Linked DNA regions of Mus musculus: all the other regions are linked to region 3. The links are chromatin contacts, called in public Hi-C and promoter capture Hi-C maps. All regions are on one chromosome and are shown on one strand. Each heading gives the region's core, a stretch centred on a gene start, on an enhancer-like site or on the middle of the called end of the contact. The rest is flanking DNA. Distances are from core to core; before and after follow the strand shown.

Region 1 (4,522 bases), core at 1,002-3,501, 3.7 Mb after region 3:
CCGGCACCGTGTAGAGCACGCTGAAGACGCCGATGCGCACCATCAGCTTCTCCAGCTTCTCTGTCTTGGTGCCGTCGTGCTTCATGATGGTGCGGATGCGAAAGAGAGACACAAAGCCGGCCAACAGGAAGGACGTCCCGATGAAGAGGTAGACGAACAAGGGCGCCAGCACGAAGCCCCGCAATGCATCCACACTAGACAGGCCCACGTAGCACACTCCACTGAGTAGGTCACCATCCACCTGGCCCATGGCCAAAATGGTGATTGTCTTGACCGCTGGCACAGCCCACGCGGCCAGATGAAAGTACTGCGAGTTGGCCTCGATGGCCTCGTGGCCCCACTTCATGCCAGCTGCCAGGAACCAAGTGAGGGACAGAATGACCCACCAGATGGAGCTGGCCATACCGAAGAAGTAAAGCACCATGAAGAGGATGGTGCAGCCCTCCTTCTTGGTGCCCTGCGCCACCGTGCGGTAGCCATCGTCCGAGAAGCGCTCCACGCACACGGCACGGTCCTCTAGCAGGAAGCCTGCCACGTGCGCCACTGCCACCATGAAGTAGCAACCCGACAGGAAGATGATGGGTCGCTCTGGATAGCTGAAGCGACGCATGTCCACTAGGTAGGTGAGCACCGTGAAGAGCGTCGAGGCGCAGCACAGCACTGACCACACACCCACCCAGAGGCGGGCGAACCGTCTCTCCTCTTCTTTAAAGTACATGAGGCCGTTAGCACGGCCCGGCTCACACGGGGCACCGCAGTCACGCTCACCTAGGAAGCGGTAGCCCAGGTAGGGGGGCACCTTGAGCTGGCGCGGACACGAGAAGGGGAAAGACAAGCGGCCTCTGCCATCTGAGGGGGACATCGCAGTGAAAGGTGGGTCTGGCAGGTAGGGAGCAGTAGGGTAGGCGGTGGGACTGCCGCCCGCGCCCCCGGAGCCGTCGGACGTGTTCTGCCCCACGCAGATCTCGCCGGCACCGTGCACTGGGAAGTTCTCGCAGCGCAACCGCTCTGGCCACTGGAAGCCGAACTTGTTCATGAGCGCCTCGCAGCCCTGTCGGGCGCGCTCGCACAAGGAACGGCACGGAGGAATGGCTTGGTCGAGCACGGTGCACACGGGTGCGTACATAGAGCATAAGAAGAAGCGTAGCTCAGGAGAACACTGCACCTTTACCAGAGGGTAGAACTGGTGCACCTCGAGGCCCGCGTCCTCTTGGTTCGTGTGGCCCAGCAGGTTGGGCAGGATGGTCTGGTTGTAGGCGATATCCGTGCACAACGGGATGGAGATGGGCTGGCAGAAGCCGTGGTCCGGTACCGAGATGCCTTTCTCGCCGTGATATGGCTGAGCCCGGGTGTCCGTGGGCAGCGCGCCCAGAAGAGCAAGCACCAGGGCGCAGAGGCCCAGGGGCGAGTGCGACGCCGCCGTGCCGGGGCCCCGCATCGCCGGTCGCGAGTGCAGCGGCGTTCTCAGCTGGAGGAAAAAGACGAGGCGCTGGGGAGAGGCTTGGATACAGGGAGGCGCCGCCGCGCCCGGCGCATGAGAGTCCTCCCGGCGCCGGGGCCGGGCCGTGGGCGGCGCGGAGCCGAGGGTGCTAGGGTGCCTGCACAGCGGGGGCGAGGCCGCCAGCCGAGGGGGCGCCGCAGCCGCCTCCGCGTGGCACTCACGCAGCCGCCGGAGGTTCAAACTCCTGGGCCTGGAGTGGGGGATCGAGGGAAGGGGTGTCGCCTTACCCTCCCCGCCGAGACGTAACGGTGCGGCTTTCTCTGCGGCGACGAGCAACAAGCTTCTCCGGTTACCCTTCAAAGTTTGCCCAAGTTTCTCGAGCCCCGGGCGCACGCCGATACGCACGTCCCCTAAACCGAGCCAGGCCTCCGCCAGGCCAGCGCCCTGCGTCCCTGCCTGCTCGCCCCGGCCGTCGCCTCGGTGGTGCTGCTCCGCCTTCTCTCCTTGAGGCCCCGCGGGCCACTGCAGCCGCCTCTTCTGATTCTGGAGCCTCCTTCAGTCCTAGGAAGGTCGGCCCCAAGTTTCAAGTCAAATGGCTCGTTCTCGCTTTGAGTCTGATCGGTGCTCGGGAGGTAAGAGCTGGACAAGCTGGTTTTGGAAACGGAGTTGCACGGAATCCGAAGCGCCGAGGCCCCTGCACCCGCGGCCTGCCTGCACCCGGCCTCTCCTGCCCCGCGCAGTCCCAGCCCGCGACTCTCCGCGTCCAGCACCGCCCGCCAGGGAAGGAGCGCGGAGTAACGCCTGGGAGCCGCACTGGTGGCTAGAAGAAGCGTCGGGCTTGCAGGGCTGCGGGCCGCCCCGCCCCCTCCCCTCCCCCCATTCACAAACCACTCCGGGGGCGGGCCCCGAGCCCTCTGGACATCCAATAGCGCGCTTTGTTTTCTCTGTGGACCTGTTCCGATTGGGTGGAAGTCGGAAGGGGCGGCCGAGGAAACAAGGAAGGCGGTGCTTAAAGAGCTCTGGGCGGATTCCTGAGGGGAGGGGCGGGGGACTGAGAGAAAAGTTAGGAAAAACTTTTACCCAGAATTTGCTCAAGGGAGAAAAAAACGCACCAGAAAGGGAACTTGCCTGTAAGATTGGTTCCTCTTCCGGGTACCCTAAAATACACATTTCCGAACAAAAGGGGGCATTCGCCGAAGGCTTTGGGGAGAAGCTGAGAATAGTACAGCACCAGGGCAGAAAGACGTGACCCGGAGTCACGTTAGCCTTGCCTGGCAGGCGAGGGCGGGAGAATTTTGGTTAGCATCAGTATGAGTCGAGAAAGGGGTGCGACTAAGAATCGTTTTTTCTTCCCCTACCCCAACCGACCACGTGAAGGCACAATTCCCTCTCCCTCCCCCAGTTACAAAAAAGGGGGGCATCCTGGAGGGAGAAACCCGAGTCGGCCGAGGGGCGGACTTGTGGCGGGAGGAAGTGCAGACCCTCGGAGGAGAAGGCCCAGAGCTGGGGATCCGCTGCACACACGAGCCTGCCACCCCTCCCGGACATACTGCTGGGAGCCTGGGGAGCCCAAGAGGCTCTTTTTTTTTTTTTTTTTTTTTTTTAACTCCAAGGCAGCTCTGGGGGAATGCTTATGAAAGTAACCTGAGACCGAGGGCCTCGGAACTCTGTACGATTTACAGAGCGCCTTCGGTTGCCCCGTTTTCCTTTTTTTTTTCTGAGGTGTGTGGCCTTCAGGGACCCCTTCTTCGTTGCAGAAGCAACCATTTGATCTTTCCATTTGGAATCTACATAGAAATGTTTTAACGCGCGTTAGAAAGCAGGGCATTTGCTAATTAAAGGGCTTTCGAGACACAAAGAGGGGTTATTTTCCTTGTGGGGTAGCATTTTCTGATTGGCAAGCTTTCTTTTGTTCTTGGTCAAATCTTAACCCCGCTCCAGGCACTGGGCGCTCGTGCGCGTTGTCTGATTGCCCCGACCGGTCAGAAGTTACTAAGGGGCCTCTGCCCTCTCACAGGAGCCAGCAAGAAATATCATGAATACTATGAATTCCCATGCAGGAAAGTGACAAGTTGAATCGTTGAATCTGTCTCTGCAATCATTTTAAACGTTTTTTTCCTGGCTGAGTCCTTCTGCCTGTCTCACTTGGGTGCTGGGGTTTGAGGAGATTTTGAATAGGTCGAATGTTGAATGCCGGCAGAAGTAACTCCCTCTGGTATACAGTTTCTCCATCTAGGAAAAGGTTGATTCTGAAATCTAAGACAGTTAATTAATTGGATTCCCTTTTCTCGATGACCTGGGCTCCTTTTAATTCTTTTATTTACTTTACCTCAGAGGTTCATTGAGCCCCTTCCTTCCACTTTAGAGTTCTTCATCTTTTGTGCTCCTGTTAATGTTTCTGAAGAGCCCAGCTCCATGGAACAAGGTGGTGTCAGACAGTTGACATACTCCATCTGACCAGTTTCCTTCTAAGCTCAGTTTACCCTTCACACCAATCCCCAGCCCCCTTTAGAGTATCTGCCTCAAAGTAATAAAGATGAATAAGCAACGTTTTCCTTTTTAAAAAATATACAGTCTTCAAGACCTCATCTTCTGCTTTCTAAATTATTGTTCCTATTACCTTCAGCTGTGCTGTGTTGATATTTGTGGGAAGATGTTTAAGACACTGGGGGCTGTTTTGCTTTGTCATTGAAAGTGTGGGTGGTGGAGTTTAGATTCCTTCTCCCCACTGAGGTTCAAGATGCCCTCCTTTTTAAGACAAAAATGTCATGCTCATACATCAGATCACTGACCTAACTCATATCTGCTAATTGAGGGAGAAATACCAAGCAGTGTCAAAAAATATGAAAGCGGACAGGATAGAGCACTGCCTCAAATACAGCGGAAACCAGCCAGCGGATGAGCTGCTCATCCTTAGAGTCCCAGACAGCTCTGATGTTAGGCAATAGGAATAATGATGTAGCAAGAGGGGGTGAGATGAGCCGGTATAGGAAGAAATGAAATAGTTCTAAAGCAGTCTATGCACGAGGTACAGGAAACCCATCCTAAATGAGATGTCACAGAGGTGAGTCCTTTCTCTCT
Region 2 (4,460 bases), core at 457-2,956, 3.9 Mb after region 3:
AGGGTGATGCCTTAATTCCAGGGCCAGGATTAGCCTGAGAGGACAAAACGTTTCTTTTCAGGACAGGAAAAGGAAGACTTCAGTTGCAGGTGGATACTTTGGTAGCAGCTAGAGGGAATGAAGGAAGTTCACCTCTGGGAGTCTCTCTTGCCTCAGAACTGTAGATGAAGACATTTATTTTTCATTTTTATCAAAGGAGGCGGGCAGGGTAGAGCTCAGTAAGGGATTGAGAGCTCCCGAGGGCAAGGTTACCTGGGGAGAGAATTAGGAGATAAGATCTTAGTGTATAAATGACTGGTGTAGGCTCCGAAATACTTTGGCCACACGGATGTCTCAGCTGAAGCTGTGTGACCATCCTGAGAGGAGTGAAGATATTCTGAGGAGAGACACGTGTGCCCCTCCTTTTGACTAGTGGACTAACAGGATAATGGGCCCCAAAGAACTAGATTTCCTCAAGAGTCTCACTGGAGAAGGAAGAGATTGGGTTTCTGGGTGCAAACCATCAGGAGAGCTTGGTTCTTAGTTCTGACAACTTGTCAGTTTGCTTTGCAGGACCAACCAAGATGTGTTTACCATGGGCAAGATCACACCTTGAGCCTTCTACTTATGTCAAGGCTCCAAAGATAGACTTAGGGGGTTTACTGAACCAGCCCCTTAGTTCTTTTTCCTAGTGCAGTCTCATTGAATAAATTTCTTTCACTGTTGTCTTTTTTAGCTGTGTTATGGAGGACAGGTAGCTTGTTAGGGCGGCCAGAGTCCAGGCTTCATTAACTGCAGGACATCCCTGGTTTGTACCATTTGGTGGCGCCATTCTCAAGGCTGTACACTTTTCTGTTCTAGCACTGAAGTTGATAAGGCTCTGGTGAGAGACCCTGAGTTGGAGGAACCAGTTGGGAATTTGTACGCAGGGGCATTCGATTCGGGGAATATATCTATCTTTAATGAGTAAATAAATGTAACTCTGTAGGTTCCGCGATGCACACTCTGTAGCAGCAGATTTCTCTCTGGCTTGTGTTCTGAGAGCATCTGTTACACAAAACATTCAAGGGAGCACTTAGGGGTGCAGCGGGAGGATTGCGACCGTGACAAGTATGGATGGTAGTGAGACTAAGAAGCAAGCAAAAACAATTTTAACGCTGTATATTGAGGAGCCCTGAGGAAATAGTTTCTTCCTACTCTTTACCGTTTAAGGTGGACACGCGGCAAAGGCACACTCGGGAAGAGATGACGTCATGCAGCTTAAAGGTAGCTCGTATTTTCACTTTTGTTATTTCTCTTGAGACACGTTCTCAAGGCTGGCCTCGAATTCCTGATCCTGCTGCCTTCATCTCACAAATGTTGGGATTACAGACGTGTGCAGCCATGTTCTGATAGGTAAGATTTTCTCTTCATTTCTCGCAGTTTGAGGAGGTAACAAAACTTGCAGTAGTTTCCATCCTCAAGCGCGGCCTATCGTTACCATGGAAACGCTTATTGAGTTAGGTCCTTTCACTGAGTCTTCGGTTGCTTCTAAAGTGCGCCCGCCCTAGGACGATTGGTTCTGCCCTGACTGAATGGTTTGCCTGCAGTCACTGATGCGTTCGGAGCAATCTTGATCCCTGTCGGACGCCGTCACCGGCTCTTGCCTAGCTCCACCCATTCTGCGGGCCCGCCTCTCCAGCCCGCCGCCGGAGGCCCCGCCCCTACCTGGAGGCCCCGCCCCCATGAATCAGCTGATCTCGCGTACCCGCGGTGCAGTCGGGCTCGCGCCGGGAGAAGAGCGCGGAGCTGCGGGAGCGTCAGGTGAGCCCGCGCGGGTCCGGGCGGTCCTTGGGTTCGAAGGCGGGTCGGCGGAGGTGCGGGAGCGCGCTGGGCTGGCCTGCGGGGACGGCGCCTGCCTGTGAAGAGCTCCGGACGTGGTGGCTCGGCCCGGGTCCCACCCTCCGGGTCCCAGCGCCCCACTGCCGTGGTCGGAGCTGTGTGGCATTCCTTCGGGTCCCCTCTTCCCGCCTCCACCCACGCTGCTTACGCCCATCCGCTCAGAGGGTTTTTTGAATGCCCACAGTGGGCGCCCAGCTGGCTAGACAGTGAACCTTGCTGAGTGTCCTAGGTGGGTTTGCCCCAGGATGCATATCGTGGGGAAAAGTGAAGGGGGGCGGGGAGGGTCTGTGGTTTGAAACAGCGTTTGCTGAAAATGAAAAGGACTTTGGTATTAATCAGTGGTAGTTTGACCAAATCCCTAAATGTATCAAGTCATCAAAGGAATCATCGTGAAGACAGGAAAGAACACTGGAGCGATCTTGAGGAAATGGTCCTCACATTGATGTTGGTCCTCCAGGTAACAGGGCTATTTGCAGACAAGCAACTGTAGATTTGTAGAGGCAAGCTACTGTTTAGTACTTCTGTGGTTACCAAAGAGGGAAAACACACTGGTTGAATTGGGTGGTCAAGAGCAGCACTTTCTTATAGATTAACTGACTGCTGTACCCAAATTAAGGTTGTTACTCTGTTGTTCTTATATTTGTATCTGTTTTTTAAATGACTGTCAAGGATAAACTTGTGTGATGTAGGTTTATTTGGAGCAGGTACAAAAATGCAAAAAAACAGTAGGCCATACTTTTTTGTTTTTTATCATATACCTGTATGTATTAGTGTTCTCTAGAGTCACAAAACTTATGAAATGTATATATTAAGGGAATTTATCATAGTGATATACAGTTTACAGTCCAACTAGCCCAACAACGGGAATGGGAAGTCCAAGAATCTAATAGTTGCTCAGTCCCACGAGGGTAGTTATTTTAGCTGGTCTTCTGGATAAGCTGGAATCCTGAAGAAGTAGGTTCCAATAGATTCGATGGCAAAGGAGTGCAGGCAGGCAAAGGAGAGAGAGCCTTCCTTCTTCCAATGTCCTTATGTAGGCCTCTAGCAGAAGGTGTGACCCAGATTAAAGGTGTGTGCCATTACCCCTGGATTTGGAATTTGCTTTGTCCCAGGCTAGCCTTGAACTCGGAGATCTGCTTGCCTCATTCTCCTGGGATTAAAGGCGTGTTCTACTTTGCCTGGGCCTAAGCTTTTCATGACCACTATGCCTCAAGACTTGTGTTGTCCCATGTCAAGATGTGGGTCAAAAGCCTGTGTAGTCTAGCCTCAAGATCTGGATCACAGGTGAGCCATCCATTTCTGCATTGTAGTTTGTTCCAGATGTAGTCAAGTTGACAACCAGGAACAGCCATCACAATGTGTTAGGTAATGAAATCAGTGAAAGATTTCTTGTTTACTTTATATTTTTGGTTCTTTAGCCTATAGTAGTACTAGACAGGTAATTTGGGAAGAAAAATTAAATAATGTTTAAAAACTACATTCATCTATTTAGATAATGTTTGATTTGTAGTTTGGGCCAGTGTTGAACTCTCATCCTCCTGCTTTAGCTTCTGGGCTGCTGGGATTACAGGTGTCCCACCGTACATACCCCAACTTTGGGCAGTTGGACAGTCTTTAACTCACTGTGTAGCCCAGTCTGGCCTAGAACTTGTGGAGATCTTCTTGCCTTAGTATCCCAAGTACAAGTGGGCTTTGCCATACAAAGAGTGAATTGTAATATTTTAACCTTCTGTTTAGTAATAGAGGCATAGTGGTAATTCCTAGGCTTTGGATCTAGAAATACCTTGAACATCTTTCTTTGAGCCTCTTTGCCTCAGTTTCCTTATCTCTGCACTGGACTTTTCTGGTATTAGTACCTACATGTATGGTTTATGTATCATTTATTACTATGCCTGGACCCTCAGAAATGACCAATATATATTAGCTCTTTATAGTTAACAACTTTCTTTTAGTATATCATGAGCCAGGCTCCATAGTGACCTTTTGTTTTTTAAAAGTAGGAAAGAAATTTTGAATGAAGCGGAGTTACGTTTATTTTTTTTGAAAGATTTATTTATTTATTTAATGTATATGAGTACACTGTAGCTGTCTTCAGACACACCAGACGAGGGTATCAAATCCAATTACAAATGGTTCTAAGCCACCATGTGGTTGCTGGGAATTGAATTCAGTCCTCTAGAAGAGCAGTCAGTGCTCTTAACCACTGAGCCATCTCTTCAGTCCCAGAGTTGGGCTTATCAAGAAAAGGTTATAACACAGATTTAAGCACTGGCATGAACAGAGTGTGGGAGAGTGACAGGTAAGAAGGTGGTAGCAAGCACCCTAATGAGGTACAAGCTTCCCTGTCTATAGTCAGCAATAGATAGTAGGACTCTACAGTGGACACAAGCTTCTCTATTGTCAGTCTCTGATAGAACAACTATAGTCATTTCAGATATAATTTTATAATTTGTATTTAAAAGAAAAAATTATTTCAAGCGAATCTCTAGTAACTTTGGTATTTCATAAAGGCATTTTAATATGGAAAATATGCTGATATAATCTACACCTAGTTAAAATTTATTACTTCATAAATTATGGCTAGTATTGGCAGATATGGA
Region 3 (4,071 bases), core at 1,028-3,527:
TGTGTGGCTAAGAAAGAGGCATTAAATTGTGTAACAGTTTCTTTCCCACAGAGGAATGCTACAACTGCTACCATAAAGACAGCTGTAGACCAGTAGCTGTGGAAGTTTTAAAATATTGACCCATTCAATTTAACTGGGGAAAATCCACTTTAGGGCAAGCACTGGACAAGCTCCTGAAATCAACACTACTAACAATGAAGATTACCCACTTTTAGCTTTCTTGGACTCATACTGTGCAAGGCGTTCTTCTCGTAGCTTCTTTGCTTCCTCACTTTCCTGTACAGAGAAAAGATGTTTCACAAAGTTGGTTATCTTCTGCTTAAATGTAGTGACAAGGTCATCACAAAACCCACCAGATTTATCAGAAAAAGCAAATCCATCAGGAGCTCAGCCGAAAGAAGGTGATTTGATTTTATTCATCATGTACCCAGTGATAAATTTTAAAAGGCAGACAATAAAGCCACGCCAGGATCCATCCAGGGAGTGGCTATGGCATCTGTCCTCAGGCTTCTCAATATGCTTGGATAAAGATGAAGTCATACCTCCTCATCATCAGATCCAAAGAGATCAATGTCGTCATCATCCTTAGCATCTGCAGCTCCACTTCCTGTGGTGTCTTCTACACTGCTAGGGCCATACTTGCCCAAAGATTTCTTCACTCCCGGCAGGCTTGAAAACAAACATTCTGCCACATTAGGTCAGTGTCAAAGCCCTTTCTAGGCAAAACACACAATCTTCCTTTCCCAGGAACTCCCACTCTCTTCTGGTTATTTAACCTTTAGCACAATCCCAGGCAAATAACTTTACTCTTCACCCATGGGAGACATTGTATTCAGTACTCACTACGGCTTACTCTTTCAGAATGAACATCTGTTTGAGATTTCATTAAGTATGCTCACTTCCATTCTTAGTGAACTGGAATCCACTTCCCCAAACTTCCACCCTTGCTGGTAGTTTCAGAAGAATGGCCAGGGACCGAATGAGCGAGCTACCCTCACACCCCAGCGGTGGCCCCCCCAGGTCCAAAGCACATGATCAGAGAGGTGTGGGAAAGGTGAACTGCGGTTGTCCATGTTCTACCTGTTCTGTGAGAAAATGGAGGACTTCAGTCTCTTGGCCTTGTAAGGTCACAAAGAAATTCAGCTCACACTAGGTCAGCAATGCTAAAGCCAACTTTAACCCGGTCCCTACTTTGCATGTGAAAATCCAGGTAGCACAAAGATACCTTTACCTGGCCTTTTCTTTTTCATACGACTTGATGTGATTATACCAACGTAGGGCATGACACAGGTCAGCAGGTGGTGGACCAGAAACTGCTTCAAATACTGCCACGTCTGCTTGTGATGGCACGTACCTGCCAGTGACACAAAAACAAGTGCACAGACCTTTAAAAGAAAAGACACAAACACTAGCTGGTAAATGACATAGCCCATATCCGTCAAGCTAACTAGTGAGAACAATTACAGGGCTAGCCTAAGTTGCTTCTCATTGAAAGGACACAGAACATGTTTGAATCTAGGCAAGCCCAAGAACTATCTGCCACCCAGGAGAACTCATCCCACCAGACTTGCCACAGGTTTCAACTAACAAACTAACTTGTCCAAAGACGCGGAAGAACCAGCTGGACGTGGGCACACGGAGAGCAAGCATCATCTCAATTATAATGCTGGCAGCCCCTCCCGGGAGGTCCCGCTCCATTGGCATCCCGGCCCCGGGAGCACTGACTCGGCGTCCCCCAGCATCCGGAGACCCGCTTCCTTCCCGCCGAGCCCGCGCCACGTGGCCCCGGCCCCCCAGCCTCTCGGCTCCTGCTCACCCCTCAATGTAGCTCTTGTCCGCCAGGTAATCGTTGAGCACCTGGAGGCCGGCAGGGGTTTTCAGGTCTCCGAATCCCATGGCGAAGGCTGGAACGGGGAGCTGTGCAAAAGCGGAGGACGAGAGCGCCGGGAGGCCGCGGCCAGCGCTGAGGGAAAAAAAGGACCCAGAGCGTCCGGAAAACTCCTTATATAGAGACGGAGGCGTTTCCCTCCGCCGCCCCGGCTAGAGGTTAAAGGTCAAGGTCCGTTCCTAGTCTCGGTCCTCCGCGTACCACTGCGACTTGGTAACTAAAGGGCCCACAGGTCGTCCGCCGGCCTTCCCTTGTCTTTGGAAGAAAATTAATAAAGGAGGCATTTTAAAATGCCTTCGCTCCAAGGACTCCGAAACGAAGGGAAACGCCCTCTGAGGAGCCGGAGTTGAACGAAAGCGCTCGGACGCAAGGCCTCGGCTACTTCCGGCGGAACTGCAGGTCCAAGTCGTCTTCTCCGCTTCCTCCCGGGCTCGCTCTCGGAAATTGCCGAACAGGTCCGAAGACGGGGAAAAACAGTCGAATCTGTGTTTCTAGTCCCTCCTGGCTTTCCGTCCTCCAGGTCGGGCTGACAGAGGTTGCCGTGGCCGCCATATTGACTTAGCGGCCAGGGTTTTGAGGGGTCAGGGAGACCCGGACAGGTCCGCGGAACTACTCGGTGGGCTCCGGAGGAAAGGTGAGGACGCGTTGAAGTGGGCAAGTTGAAGCGCTTCGAGTGGTGTTTTCTTTTTTGGCAGGTCTGCATCCCATAGGTCAGACAAGCCGTTCTCCTCTTGCCCTTGACTGGGTACCAGCTCCTGCCCCGCCACCTCTGGAACCCGGGAGAGCCGGCAGGTGAGGGTTATGAGCCTTGGTTTCTGGTCTGATGGAGCCTAAGCCGATCAGGAGACCTTTGGGAGTCCGGGCTTGCGAGCTACTCTCTCTTTGCAGGGGAAGACAGGAGATGGCCCTGTCATCAGGAGACCGGTTCATCTCCCAGGGTCACGAGAGACTTAAACCTCAGGCATCGGTTTAGTTGCTGTCTTGAACCTGTCCACGCTACTGTTTGTTTTTGTCTAGCCCGGTGATCATGTTGGGTAGTATTTTATTCATTCCACCGACGGGGAGAACTGACAAAAACTAAAAGTTAGCTCAGTCGGAGCTGGAGGGAGAGTCAAGCGGTTAAGAGTGCCTTGCAGAGAGGATCCGAGTTCGGTTCCCACTAGCCCAGTCAGAAGACTCCCAGCTGCCATGTAACCTTATCAGGGAATTCTCCACTCTCTTTTGGACTGTGAGCACCGGCACTTAGAAGTGCACATTACCCACACACAGATAAGCACATGCACACATAAACTAAAAATGAATCTTAAAAAGTTAGCCTGGAGTCCGCTGCAGATCAGGAAGCTGCGGTGTCTTCAAGTTTGTGAGGTTCATGTCTGTAAGACCAAACAGATTTCTGGGATCCACCCCCACCCCATCACTAAATCTAATATTCTAAGCCAGCTCATCAGCGCCTTTTAGAAAGTTACTTTTATAAGATACAGCCAAGATATTAGAGCCAGGGTGTGATGATGGTACCTGTCTGTAATTCCAGAAAGGGGAGGCTGAGATGTGAGGATTGAACGGAGAACTTTGTGTGTGATTAGGTAAGGACTCTACTAACTGAGCTACATCCCTGACTTGACTGGCTATTTTTGTTCCTATTTGGTAGATACTATGTCTAAAATACATATTAGAGCTGGGAAAGATCTTAGTTGGAAATGATGCTTGCCAATCCTGACATCCTGAGTTAGATCTCCAGGACCCACATTGATGGAAAGAAAGAACTGACTTTCAAAGGGTGTCCTTTAACTTTCACAGGCACCCGCCCCACCCACCTCCTTGTGTGTTTATGGTGACACTCACGGAGTAAGTAAATGAATGTCAACAACAACAACAACAGTAAAATATATACCAATCTGGACATGGTGGTGCGTGTTGATAATTCTGCTCCTTGCTTGGGAAGTGGAGGCCTGAAGTTTAGGAGTCCAAGTTAATCCTTGACTTCATAGCAAGTGTGAAGCCAGTCTGAGGTACATGAGGTCTGTCTACAAACAAACAAACCCCACCAAGTAGAAAACCCCAGTAAAACAAACTGTACAGTGTAGAAGCCAGGTTATCCCCAAACTCTTGATGTAGTGCAGGCTGTTTTTATGGGATGAAGCTTCATGGGTGTAGATCAGGCTGGCCTCAAATTCATGATTCTC

The links. Promoter capture Hi-C pulls out the DNA fragments that hold promoters and counts their contacts. A called contact is a pair of places that touch in the nucleus more often than the background predicts.
Region 1: a contact with region 3 is called in a promoter capture Hi-C map of embryonic stem cells. The contact joins the promoter of Fzd7 here to the promoter of Eef1b2 in region 3. A contact is called at or near these places in 2 of 39 promoter capture datasets (embryonic stem cells and pre-B cells).
Region 2: a Hi-C map of CD4 T cells shows a contact between it and region 3, with 4 times the contacts expected there. The contact joins the promoter of Als2 here to the promoter of Eef1b2 in region 3. A contact is called at or near these places in 1 of 39 promoter capture datasets (pre-B cells) and 1 of 484 Hi-C or Micro-C datasets (CD4 T cells).

Annotation. Positions count from the first base shown.
Region 1 is chr1:59,479,876-59,484,397 of GRCm38.p6, reverse strand. Fzd7 (frizzled class receptor 7) reads right to left here and starts at 2,251. Exons shown (of 1, transcript NM_008057.3): 1 at 1-2,251. The coding sequence starts at 1,438.
Region 2 is chr1:59,234,477-59,238,936 of GRCm38.p6, reverse strand. Als2 (alsin Rho guanine nucleotide exchange factor) reads left to right here and starts at 1,706. Exons shown (of 34, transcript NM_028717.6): 1 at 1,706-1,782. Gm33667 (predicted gene, 33667) reads right to left here and starts at 1,582. Exons shown (of 2, transcript NR_168353.1): 1 at 1,184-1,582; 2 at 1-252.
Region 3 is chr1:63,175,037-63,179,107 of GRCm38.p6, reverse strand. It overlaps Eef1b2 (eukaryotic translation elongation factor 1 beta 2), which reads right to left and starts at 2,277. Exons shown (of 6, transcript NM_018796.3): 1 at 1,817-2,277; 2 at 1,232-1,354; 3 at 543-669; 4 at 210-276. The coding sequence starts at 1,896. Ndufs1 (NADH:ubiquinone oxidoreductase core subunit S1) reads left to right here and starts at 2,286. Exons shown (of 19, transcript NM_145518.2): 1 at 2,286-2,522. It overlaps Gm26457 (a small nucleolar RNA gene), which reads right to left and starts at 431; the gene lies at 354-431. Snora41 (small nucleolar RNA, H/ACA box 41) reads right to left here and starts at 85; the gene lies at 1-85.